Regions from separate parts of the Sus scrofa genome. Here region 1 is linked to region 2. The links are chromatin contacts, called in public Hi-C maps. All regions are on one chromosome and are shown on one strand. The core of a region is the stretch at or near the end of the contact, and the rest is flanking DNA. Distances in the headings are between cores, read along the strand shown.

The links. Hi-C and Micro-C count contacts between places; a contact is called where the count stands out from the background.
Region 1: a Hi-C map of liver shows a contact between it and region 2, with 6 times the contacts expected there. The contact joins two enhancer-like sites. A contact is called at or near these places in 1 of 47 Hi-C or Micro-C datasets (liver) and 1 of 2 datasets of contacts at active chromatin or transcription factors (alveolar macrophages).

The regions. Positions count from the first base shown.
Region 1 is chr10:56,712,809-56,718,611 of Sscrofa11.1, reverse strand. No RefSeq gene overlaps it. Among named protein-coding and RNA genes, the nearest start is that of NRP1, 280 kb to the right of the region's middle. Within about 2 kb of position 3,586, at least 39 of the 83 cell types and tissues checked have an H3K27ac peak or open chromatin away from gene starts, as enhancers often do. A contact at or near this core is called in alveolar macrophages and liver, where this site is marked.
Region 2 is chr10:56,397,761-56,403,507 of Sscrofa11.1, reverse strand. All of the region lies in intron 3 of NRP1 (neuropilin-1), which reads left to right. Among named protein-coding and RNA genes, the nearest start is that of NRP1, 30 kb to the left of the region's middle. Within about 2 kb of position 3,642, at least 36 of the 83 cell types and tissues checked have an H3K27ac peak or open chromatin away from gene starts, as enhancers often do. A contact at or near this core is called in alveolar macrophages and liver, where this site is marked.

The sequences.
Region 1 (5,803 bases), core at 2,337-4,836, 320 kb before region 2:
TTCAGTTTTATATGTATATAAAACTGAATATATAGATGCACGTGTGTAACTCATGGACACAGAGAATAGACTTGTGGTTGCCAAGAAAGAGGGAGGAGGGTAGGGGATGGCCTGGGAATTTGGGGTTAATAGATGCAAACTATCACACGTAGAATGGATAGACAGTAGGGTCCTACTGTATCGCATAGGGAACTATGTCCAATTTCCTGGGATAGAACATGATGGAAAATAATATTTTTTAAAAAAGAACATATATATATATATATATATATATATGATTGAATCACTTTGCTGTACAGCAGAAATTGCCACCACATTGTAAATCAACTATACATTAATAACTAAAAATAAAATGACATCGAAATGGAGAATATTTGCTTTTGACATTCTCCAGTGACAAACATGGAACTTCAAATTTATAAAAATTGCTCAATGTAGAATTTGAATAAAAAGTCAAAGACTATATGACAAGTCTTCAGTGAGCCCAGTCCTCCCTATTTGCCTGAATGTCAATATTCTAGCATTGCCTTAAGTTCCTTTTTTCCCTCAGATAGCACGTTTAGGAAATGATTCTTCTTTTTTGTCAGTGAACTCACATCAAGAAAACGTGATTTGATAGGTTATTTTTTCCATCAAATACCCAGCTCTCTCCCCATGGTTTCAAAGAGCCTGTCACAGTTCCCCAAATGTTAATGCTAAACCAGCCATGAACAGAGGCGCATGCCCAGGGCTACAGAAGCTAAAGTGATGAGAACCAAGATAAGACTGGGAAGGAAACATGCATACATATATAACACATCAGCACATACACACATATGGGTATTTACACCGACACACATGTATGTGCAAATATAATACCTATATTTGAAAAAAATCTTTTTATGCCCGTGATTTTTTGGGGTGAGTTTTAATGGAACTATAAGTGGGAAGCAAGTTGATGCAATCTCTGCATTAAGCAAATGAATGTCTTAAATGTTTAAAAACCCCTGATGGAAGTCTTGGTTCCTTAAATTTTAAGGAGAAGCTGTCTTCTTTTAGAAGCCACTGGACTGGAAGTGAGGAAGCTGGGTCCCTGACCAGGTTCTGTGAAACATCTTAACTCAATGGTTTGGTAGAACTGGTCTTGTTTCCTTACACAGGAAATGAACGTTGGGGTCTTTAATGAACTTTCTAGCTCTAAAAAAATTTGAGTCTGCCGTTTATAAAAACACACTGGATGTGAGTCTCCTGCTGCTGCTGCTGGACCTGCACCTGAACTGGTTCTTTCTGGGGTGTCGGAGGGGCCGTGCACACTCATGAGATGTGCCCTGCCCGCCTACCCCCACGCCCTGCACAGCTGCCGTGGGAGGGCACGGGGCTGTGAGCGGGGATTCTGGGTGGTGATGATGCCATCAGGGTCTGAGCCGGGGGGATCTAGAATCCATGACTCCCACGCCATTGAAGTATTTCTGCCGTGAGGTCATTCACTCACCACTTAAAACGTTAACATTCCATACGGCGACATGGAAAATTGCAAACACTAAAACCCAAAACAAAGTGCATCATTCAGGATACCAACAAGGAACAGATGGCTCGCTCAAATTAGGAGATTTCAAAGGTTGGTTCACAAAGGAACTCTTTATGAAAATGTAGGAAAGCACAAAAGGAATATTGCAGTAACCTGGGGTTAATAGCATCAGAGAAGCCACCATGACTAAGGCCCGGGAGCTGAGAGGAGGGAAGGGGTGTCTGGAATTCTTAAGCCACTAATAGAGGAGCCCTTCCGGAGAGGGGCAGGGTTGTTTGCCTGAGCAGCAAAAAGGAAAGGGGCTGAGGGCAGCAAATAACCTGAGCGCCTCTCCTCCCTCTCCGTCTTCCGCCAAGCCTGGAGTCCAAGGGTCCACGGATGGCCTGCATACTCATCAGCCTTCCGGGGCAGGAAAGAGGGTGGAGAAGACAGAGAGTGGATCTGGAGGATCAAAGAGAAGGCATCCGGCATAAAAAGAAAACAAACACGCCCTAGGGACAAAATGGCCTCAGATGCTTTTAGGAGGTAACTGCAATCTTAAATCACTAGCTGTATAAAAACGATCACATATTTGTTTCGCCTTTTGTTGCATGAACTATGGAAGCCATCCCTGAGAACCCAGAGGTGGGGGGATAGGGGTGCAAGGAGCATCAGACATGACACTGACATCTAAAGAATGAGAGTGGAGACAAGTAAAAGCGGAGCAGTTGACGTCCTGGTCAGCAGGACCCGAAAATAGCTTGTGAGCACATAGGTGTCTAGGAAGCATCACGCTGCTCAGCAAGGGGTGCTGGTGGGTTCTGGAGGCAAGAATTTGGGGATGCTTGTTTCAGCCCTGGATGGGAGAGCGTGCTCAGGCCGGAGGAAGAAACCTGTCTGATCCCCGGTTTGCATCTCAGCCTGTGATAGACAAGGACCCACCCGGGGTCCCTTCCTGCACCTGTGAAATCCCATTGTCGGGAGCACAGGATGTGCAGGCAGCTCTCATCCTGATCTGGTGTTATCTGTGCTGTGGATACAGAGGGAGAATGTTCTGAGGCCACGCCTCAGTTGCCAGTTGTGTTTCTCAGGACAGTCGAGGAAACGGGGTACTTCTCCTTCCATGTGTGTTTCTCAGCCCAGCCCATGTGGCTGTGGTCAGCTCGTCCCTGCGGGACGGATCTGCTTCTTGTGCTGCCCATCACATTTCCAGTCTGCCAAGCTGAGGCTCATGTGTGGACCTGGACACTCCTGAGGCCCTGGGGGATCCCAGTGCCCCTGCCCTTGAACCTTGGGGACATCCACCTGCTTCCTGTCAATGTCACTTCCATAAGGGCTCTCCCCTCTGCTCTTCTCGGCAGAGCTCTGAGAACGAGTGTATTGTCCTTTTTCAGCAGAGACTGGGAGGGAAGCAGACAGACGAAGTTTACAATAACCAGTGGCTGCTGACTAAAAATTCTATGTCACCAGTCGCGATGGCTTAAATGTTTTAAGAAATGTGTATACACGAGGCATTTTTCTAAGTGTTTTATAAGCGTTCACGCATTTATTGCTTAAACAACTCTACGAATGAGACTATTACCTTCCCTGTTTAGTGTGTGAGGAAAATGCAGCCAGAAAATTAAGTAGCTGGCCCTAGGTCACGCAGGGACTGAGGTGTTTTTCTACTCCAGGCAATCCGAGTCCAGAGGCCTTCTTTTAACCATTTGGACCCTTCAGGGGCTCAGACTGGCCAGAGGGACTGGAGAGGCCGAGGGAGGGAGAGGGGTTAGGGGGACAAGTCAGTCCAGGCCCAGGCAACGAAGCGGTTTGATGAGCTCAGATGTTCACTGCAGATCCTAATTAGTCCATTCTGTCTCTGAGTTAAAGGCTGCTTTCTTTTTTTTTTTTTTTTTAAGCTGAGATTCTAAGTCCAGCCTTTGTCACCCGTTTGAATGAACACAACAGGGAGGTTCAAAAGGTGAAGTTACTAAAAACAAAACCTTGGTGTTTTTGTTGTGTTTGGTTGGGGATCCCGAATGTCTATTGCCAGTATTTATGGAACCAGGAAGTGCTAATGTAACAGGAATGTGAGGGGCAGCGTAACCTGATACCCAAGAAATCAGGAAGTGCTAGAAACTGCTGGAGAAAAAAAAAAATGGTTGTTGCAACATTTCGCCTTGACTCTTTCCCCGAGTCCAAATAAAACGATGGTTTGTCAGGTTTTTGTCAGCGGCGAAACGGCCTGGGCTGTGGCCGGGCCAGACGGCAGAGGCTTCTCGCTTATGTTGAGGTCACAGCCTGTCCTGCTTTCCGAAGGTCACTGCCCTTCTTTCTGAAGCAATGCCACAAAAGGACCCTGTTTTTTCCCATTTCAGAACTGAGAACTCACTTGTGCATGAGAGGGGCTGTTAAGAGATGGCGGGATGGAATGTGTCTTAGATGACATCTTTGTGTAATGCCATCTCACATCGAACACACTGGTCACGGGCCGCATATGACAACGTCAACTGATTAAAGTTAAAAACAGTAAGAGTTCAGTTCATGGGTTGCACTAGCCCCCGTTGAAATGCTCAGTAACACCTGCGGCTGGCATTGACGAGTGCCTGCTGCATGGGACGGGGCCATGGGCGACATTTCTCTTGTCACAGGAGGCCTGCTGGAAAGCCACACACAGAGCCTGATCTCAACTGGGAAAAAGAGGCAAAGCCTTAAAAGGGGGTCGAGAGGGGCCTCCCTGGGGCCTCTTTCCTGGACTCATGACTGGAAGGTCAAGGCGTCTGTAAACCTCCAGGAGCAAGCTGGCTCAGGTTGAGTCCAGAGGCTGCGCTTCTGGAGCCAGAACAGGTGGTATTCCGCACTCTGTGCCTCTCTCCTCTTAGCCTCTGCAATACGACTGTCGTCAGAGCCTTTTCCAGCTGCGCAGCAGGAGCCAAGGAATGGGCTTTGGGCCTCAGCTGTCTGAGCATCAAGGGTGACAGTGATGGTGGTGTCGTCATAGTAAAAGAGCCCAAATCCCCTTCACGAGTGGAACCAGGAGATTGTGGATTCCATTCCTTTATGGGGAGGTGTGTTCTCTTCATAAGAAGCCATACTGCCAGCATCTCTGAAGCTCTCTGCCTTCACTGAGTCAAATGGTCTCAGGGTCATTCCTGTAGAGCAATGATTCTCTCAATGTTGACCGGACATGAGACTCATCAGGCATCTTTTGAAGCCCCCAGTGCTCGGACTGCCCCCGGGGCTACCTGCATACAGGTCTCTGGGGTGGCTCAGTAATGGGCATCAGTGCCCAGGTGAGTCTAAGGTGCAGCTGAGGCTGAGAAATCAGGCTCACTATGGAGAATCCCTTTTATTCACAGAACAGAGTGACCTTGACACATATTCCACAACCTTTTCTCTTTGACTTGGTTTGACCGGAATAGGAAGGCCTTTCATTCATATTGCAAAGATCTGTCATAATAGTAGTGCAGTGAAGTGAAAAAATCTCGGAATCAGGAGCCAGGACATCTGAGTTTAGTCCAAGCTTTTCATCTGATGCATCAAGATTCATCTGCAGCTGTTGTAGCATGGGGGTGTCAGACTTGAAGGGTCCTAAGCTCCCTCCCATTGCACGCTTTGGGCCAAAGATGGTACCAAGCATTCTGTTCCACAAGGGTGGAGATGACGGACCTTTGATGATACAGCTGTGGACCCAGTAAGCGTTTGGGGACAAGGAAACCTTCTCTCCCTTGATGCTCCCAGATGTCCAGAGCCACGCCTCTTTGGGTGTTGTAGGTACGTACTAGCACTGATGGGTAACCACATACTTCATTCTTCTTCCCCGGGGTATTGACAACCAATGCTGACATGGAATGAGCAGTCTTGTCATAGGGCAATTAGATGCAGGGCTTCTCCAGGACAGCCACCCAGCTGCCTCTCTGCCACCCCTGCCCGCTGCAACAGAAGAGTCTGAGTGGCCCTATGGCCTGCAGGACAAAGCTTGGGAATAGGACCCAGGATGTTGCACATGGGTTGAACTTGGCCACGTGTGCTGAGGCCTCCCATATGCTTACTTCTCTCACTGGCCACCTCAAGGAACTAGGGAAGGCTAAGCCTACCAGTTAAAACCAGTAGAACCCACAGCTGCTTTACGAATGACTCAGAAGACCGAGATCCTCACCTTTATCGGCTGCATGACCTTGGGCACCAAAAAAAAAAAAAAATCTTTGTTCATCACTTACCTTTAAAATAAGACGCTTGGCCACATGCTCCTGAGATCCTTTCCAAATCTAAAACCGTGCGAAAGAACGTTTTCTTTGGAAAGCAGTCCTTGTTATTACTCATTGCCCTGCTCTTTTC
Region 2 (5,747 bases), core at 2,393-4,892:
GGGGGAAAAATGGATTTGATTGTAGCAGATTAATATAAGCAATAACTTCCCTGCATGTGCATGCACACGTGCGCGCGCACACACACAGACACAAGTATGTGTATAACAGCTATAGTTAAAATTGTTGTTCAAAATACTTCTTACATTAAAAGACCTCAAATTGTGTTCTTAGAATAAGTTTCTAGTCATAATGCCCATCTTGGTAAACGTGAGGAAAGTTATAAACACACATACACTGCTTGGCAGCTAGCCAAGAAGATAACCCCAAATTTACATTCTGATCCTTCCATTTGAGAGATGAAGAAACTGGCGTTTTCACAGTGGGTGACTTGCCCGGTGAGGAGGACGGTGGTGCCAACTCTGTTCTCCTGTCACCCGGGACGGTGCTCCCCTCACCTGTTCTCACTTCCTCATGAGAGCTTGCGTGGTTTTTCCTCTTGGTGGTTTGTTTCAGGTTGTGCATATTCATGATCTGGTGCTTTGAGGTACAGCAGTGAGGGCTCCAGGGGGGTTAGAACTTACTCTGTGTCACCTTGAAGGGGAGAACAGGGACCAAGGGGTAGAAATTTTCATCCTGATACAACATAACAAATCTAACGCATAAAATAGGATTTCCCAGGGACGTCCATGGCCCATCTTGAGCTACTGTAATTGGAGAGTTGCGGACATATTTTAAAAAATGGTTTTAGTACATGGCATATGTTTGTACAAATGCAGTAATGGTTGTTTTTCACCTAAGTATGTGACAGCAACTCTTAGAACAGTTACTAGAAAGTTGACCCCAACTATTGACTCCCTCTCCTGTCCCCGTGTGCTGTATTTTGGGCCACTGTAATGTCATGTGGTGCTCAACTGTGGCCTGGCGGACACACCATTATGGTGCCTGTGGTTCTGTAGCAGATCACGCTTCAGTTACAAAGAACTGATTCGACTGTTTACATTAAAGTCAGTCTGGTTGTATGGATGCTTCCGCCTTTTGGGGTTACATTGCTTACACTCGAGGCATATGGTTTTCTACTCACTTTCTACGCTGATGAGGGACCATCTTGTAGAGCGGTCAGCTTCCCTCCTCCAGCAGCTTTCAAGCAGTGGCCCGATGCCATCTGTGGGCGGTGCTGTGCATTTCTGAAAAGATTCAGGCCTAGACCGAATAGGTCCCCAAATAAAAGGAGATGAGCAGATTGAATGCCAACCATATGGCTGTTGGTTTAGATGGAGTTGTTTCATTCCATTCCCCAGAGCAATGAAAGACACAGCTTATCTTGAAACTAAGTTTGCATTGGATAACGGCACTTGGGATGGCTGGTAGGGAACAGTCATGGTAGAGTAGGTGCTGAAGAGTAAAGGGACCAGTGAGGCAAAATTGGAGGCTTGCGGGGGGGGGGAATAAATTAGGAGTTTGGGATTAGCATATATACACCGCTGGAATAGAATAGGTAAACAACAAGGATCTACTGTACAGCATAGAGAACTCGACTCAATATCTTGTAATAACCTATAATGGAAAAGAATCTGAAAAAGAACCTGTGTGTGTGTGTGTATGTGTAACTGAAATACGTTGCTGTGCACCTGAAACTAACATGACATTGTAAATTCACTGTACTAAAATTTTTAAAAATTTTAAATAATAATAATTGGAGCAGGACATAAGTGGCTGACCGAGAACATCAGAGGAGAAGAAAATGTTACCAAGGTCTCTTATGTGGTGTTTGTTTTCTTTTCCACTCTCTTAGCTTTCTGTCTCTCTCTCTCTTTTTTTTTTTTTTTTTTTTGGTAGTGATGATACAGTATTTCTGGGGGTAGGAATTCTATTCAAATAAAGAAAAGCAAATCAGTGAAAGAAAAAGGAATGGAGGCCAAAAATGGAAAGTATTTAATGAAAATGTCTCGGTCTATTCCTAAACTAATGATTATAATATGTTTCAGTTATTTTCTCTTCGACCTTGGTTTATGTGTTAACCAAATTTCATTTAGTTATTTCCCAAGAACGGCTGAATATCACACAGGAAATGTTTGTTCCGTCATGTGATTTGGTTAAATCCCCCATTTATATCTTGATGGAAAAACAGATTCTCAAAATTTGGGGAAAAAAAATTTCATTTCTTCTTTTTCATCCCCAGGCCAGTATTTCTTCCCCAGGCCAGTATTTAGTTTAAAAAAAAACAAAAACAAAAACAAAACTGGGGGGAGGCACGTATATCATATGCCGGTATCACTAGTGAGGATCAGACACAGAATGATCAAGAATGCCTTGTTTGTTGTCCTTGGATGGGGTTACAGCGAATGGGGGAGGCAGGACTTATAAACAGATGATTTACTGTTTACGATGGTGAAGGCTATGGCCAACGGTTGAGGGCGGTGTTTTCTAAGTCGTTGCTCACTTCTGTTCTGTGTGGGCAGACTTTCATTTTCCTCTCATCACCTCCATCACATTTCACATTGACTTCTTCTTTATTAACCACCAGCCTCTGACTTAGAAGATCTGAAACTGAAACCCGACTTACATGTAGTGAAACCCTTTCACCTTGCCAAAGTTTGGCCTCATCCCTTCTCTACAGTATAATGATCACTGTCAGTTGGAAAGAAATAAGGTAGAGTTTAAACGTGGAGTTGAGCGTGGAAGGGAGAGGCCAACAATGGTCTCATCCTCCTCTGGGATTTGCAAGTTTGGAATCTTTCAGAAAATGGAGATTATCCAAATAAGGAGAAAGCAAATGAAACCAGGCAGTCTGGCAGTGCCCGCCGAGAGTCACAGAGAAGGGTGGATAAGAACTCAAAGCCCTCCTTTCCCTTGTCAGGTAATTAAAAAGAAGGAGCTTTCTAGATAAGACCAGTGCTGGAAAGCAGGTCTTTTAAAAATGTTTGTTTATTTGTTTGTTTTGGCACAGACTTTGATCTGTTGGCCCAACTTAGAAAAAAGATGCAGGATGGCTTGATTGGGCTTCCGTGGCATTTCACCCATAGACACTGAGGTTCACTGATGGTGTGATTAACTAGAAAGGAATGCAAAATATGCTGACTGCTGAGGGGCAGATTTTGCCCGAATTTGATAGATGCTGCTGAAATGATAGAGAGAAACTGAGCCGCCTTGGAGAAAGATCTCGTCAGCTTTGCTAACGGGAACTGTGGCTCTAAAGCAAGAAAGTTGACTCTAAGACAGGCATAACCAGAACTTTTACACATATCTCCAGCTAATGTCATTGGCTATGCTCCCTTTTCTCAAAAACAGTTTTAAAGTGGCCTCCAGCCACTTACTAACCATGGGGATAAAAGCAGCCTTTTTGTGTGGAGTGATGATTTCCAAATTTGGGGAGCTCCCCTGTCCCCCTTCCTTGCACTGAAGTCTGATCAGCTTGCCCTCCCTGGCTGTCAAGTAGCCGGGGCCATTGCGCAGAGGAGATATTTATGTTTCTCCAGCCCCTCCCTCCTCCTGAACAGACGGAGCAGCTGCAAATGTTTCTTCCTGCATTTTCTGTGTGGCCCTCGGACTTCTGGCAGGATGCCCGGCCCCTCTGCCATGGATGGCTAGCGATGTGCCCTCCATGAGGGCATCTGATCTCAAAGTGCTAATGGCTGAAAATTGGGGGGAAGTCCTTATCCCAGAGCCATCTTTTGATCAAGGAGGGGCCCTCCGCCTGAGAGGAAATCTTTCCTGTTTACAGACTGCTGGGGCTTTGAAAAGCCCTGGCAGGCCCTGGGCCAGGCTCCTTAGCTTTTACGCAAAGGGGCCAAACAGGATGAGACCAGGATGGAAACTGTATATCATAGGAACCCAGAGGGGCAGGAAGTCACAACATAAGAAGGAATTCTTGATTAAAAGTATAATTGGAAAGGTTTGTGCTGGGAGGAGGGGAGAGAATGGCACTAAAATATGTCTACCTTGTGTACATGTTTGTAGGGAAAAAAAACCCATTAGCCCACCTTTTCTTCAGTTCTGTTTCTCTTGTCATAATTATTCTCCACTTTGGAGAAATTGGAAGTATTTTTTCTACGTGAAGATTCTGTGCTAAGTGTGTTCGGGAGAAAAGACCACCAAACTTCATTCATCCTTCTCATTATTATTTTCTATGGAAGAAACTGAATCCTTTGTAGAATAAAGTATTCTGGAATTTATATTTAGGAGACCGAAGACAAGCGTGGGTAGAGGTCACAGTCGCTATTCACAATGCTTTTTTTCTACATGCTGTTCTCTAAGCGCGACATAGATGTGAACCTTTAAAAAATGACTAAAATTTTTTAAAGGAGTTTCCAGTGTGGCTCAGTGGGTTAAGAACCGGACATAGTGTTCATAATGATGTGGTTTGATCTCTGGCCTTGCTCAGTGGTTAAAGATCCGGCACTGGTGTGGCTGTGGCATAGGTCTGCAGCTGCAGCCTGATTAGAGCCCTAGCCGGGGAACTTCCATCTTCAGCTGTAAAAAGAAAATTGAAAAAAAAAAAAAAAAAAAAAGCGAGAAGAAAAGAAAATGGCTCAAAAATCTGACACTACTATGAAAGGTTCAGTTTTTCCTGCTGCAAAAACTGGGCGGTGGTGGTGGCTGGTGAAATCCCACTTGTGATGTGGGAGTCCCCGCCAAATGCTGCGCTCCTTTTCCAATCCCACTGCTGGCACCACTCAGCCCCCAAGCGACCCCTGGATCACACTAGACGGCTCTATATCCACACCCAGGGAGAGCGACTCACGATCCACAACTGCAGACACAAGTCAGTCGTAACAGGTTTTATCACTGTCCTCGTGTGCCAACCAGAGTCTAAATTGTCCTTACCAGATGCTCCCTGTTGCAGAAAATGTGTTCGTGCAGAATTCTGCATCAGCCACCTTGCTTCGTGCCCAGCAGGTGATATTTATGGGCTGTTTACAAGTTGCTCGCATATGGCATCCTAAGGAAGTTTGTAACTTTTATATGCCGTCATCCAGTTTATTTATTTTATGAAACCTGCTCCTCCAAAGGTCAGCCCTCTTCTGCCTAACTGCTAACTTCAGGCTGAAGGAAAGATCCTGAACGTAGTCTTAGGACAGGGGAGCTCAACAGGTTTTCCAGCCTACCTAGGTAGGGCTGCCGCGCATGCGTCCCTGACATGCGGACCCCAAGGGCGGAGCCCAAGTGGGAAGCAGGCAATGGCTCTTCCTAGTCCAGCCCTACTAGTCCTGCTTTTTTGCATGGAAATGTCGCCTGCCTTGGACTTGGCTCAGCTCACGTGGCGGAGGGACACGGCAGCAACCCTGAGGGAAGGCAGGTAGTCAGTATGGGACTCCAGGAGGCCCGGTGGCAGGTACCGCGCTTCTGAAATCCTCGCCGGCCACCGTCCAACGTGGGGCGTCAGGACGCATGCGCAGCTGAGGCAGTGCCCAAGCGGTCCCTGAGGGGAGTTCTTCCCGACACAGATGCTGTTCTGGAAGTTTCCAGGCCCGTCTCTCCAATCCGCCAGCCAGGTAGACTTGAAAAATGTGTAGAGATTTTATCAGTCAGGTCATTGAAAACAGGAGGAAGGCTTCTCTTGTCCTTTTCAAAGCTAAGCTCAAGGAGTGCCAGTGTTGCGTCTTTGGAAACGTTTCATAGCTCAGGGGGGAAGGGAAGTCGGGCCAAGTCTCATGGCCTCGGAGGGAGAGAAGGGCGCAGGCGCCTGGAGGGCTCTGGCCAGAGCAGGTGTCGGTAGGGTCAGCGTGTTTCCTCCCGACTGGGTAGGAGAGGGTCGCAAGCTCAGAGCGTGAACTTCTTCAAGTGATTTTTCCAGGTCACAGAGTTC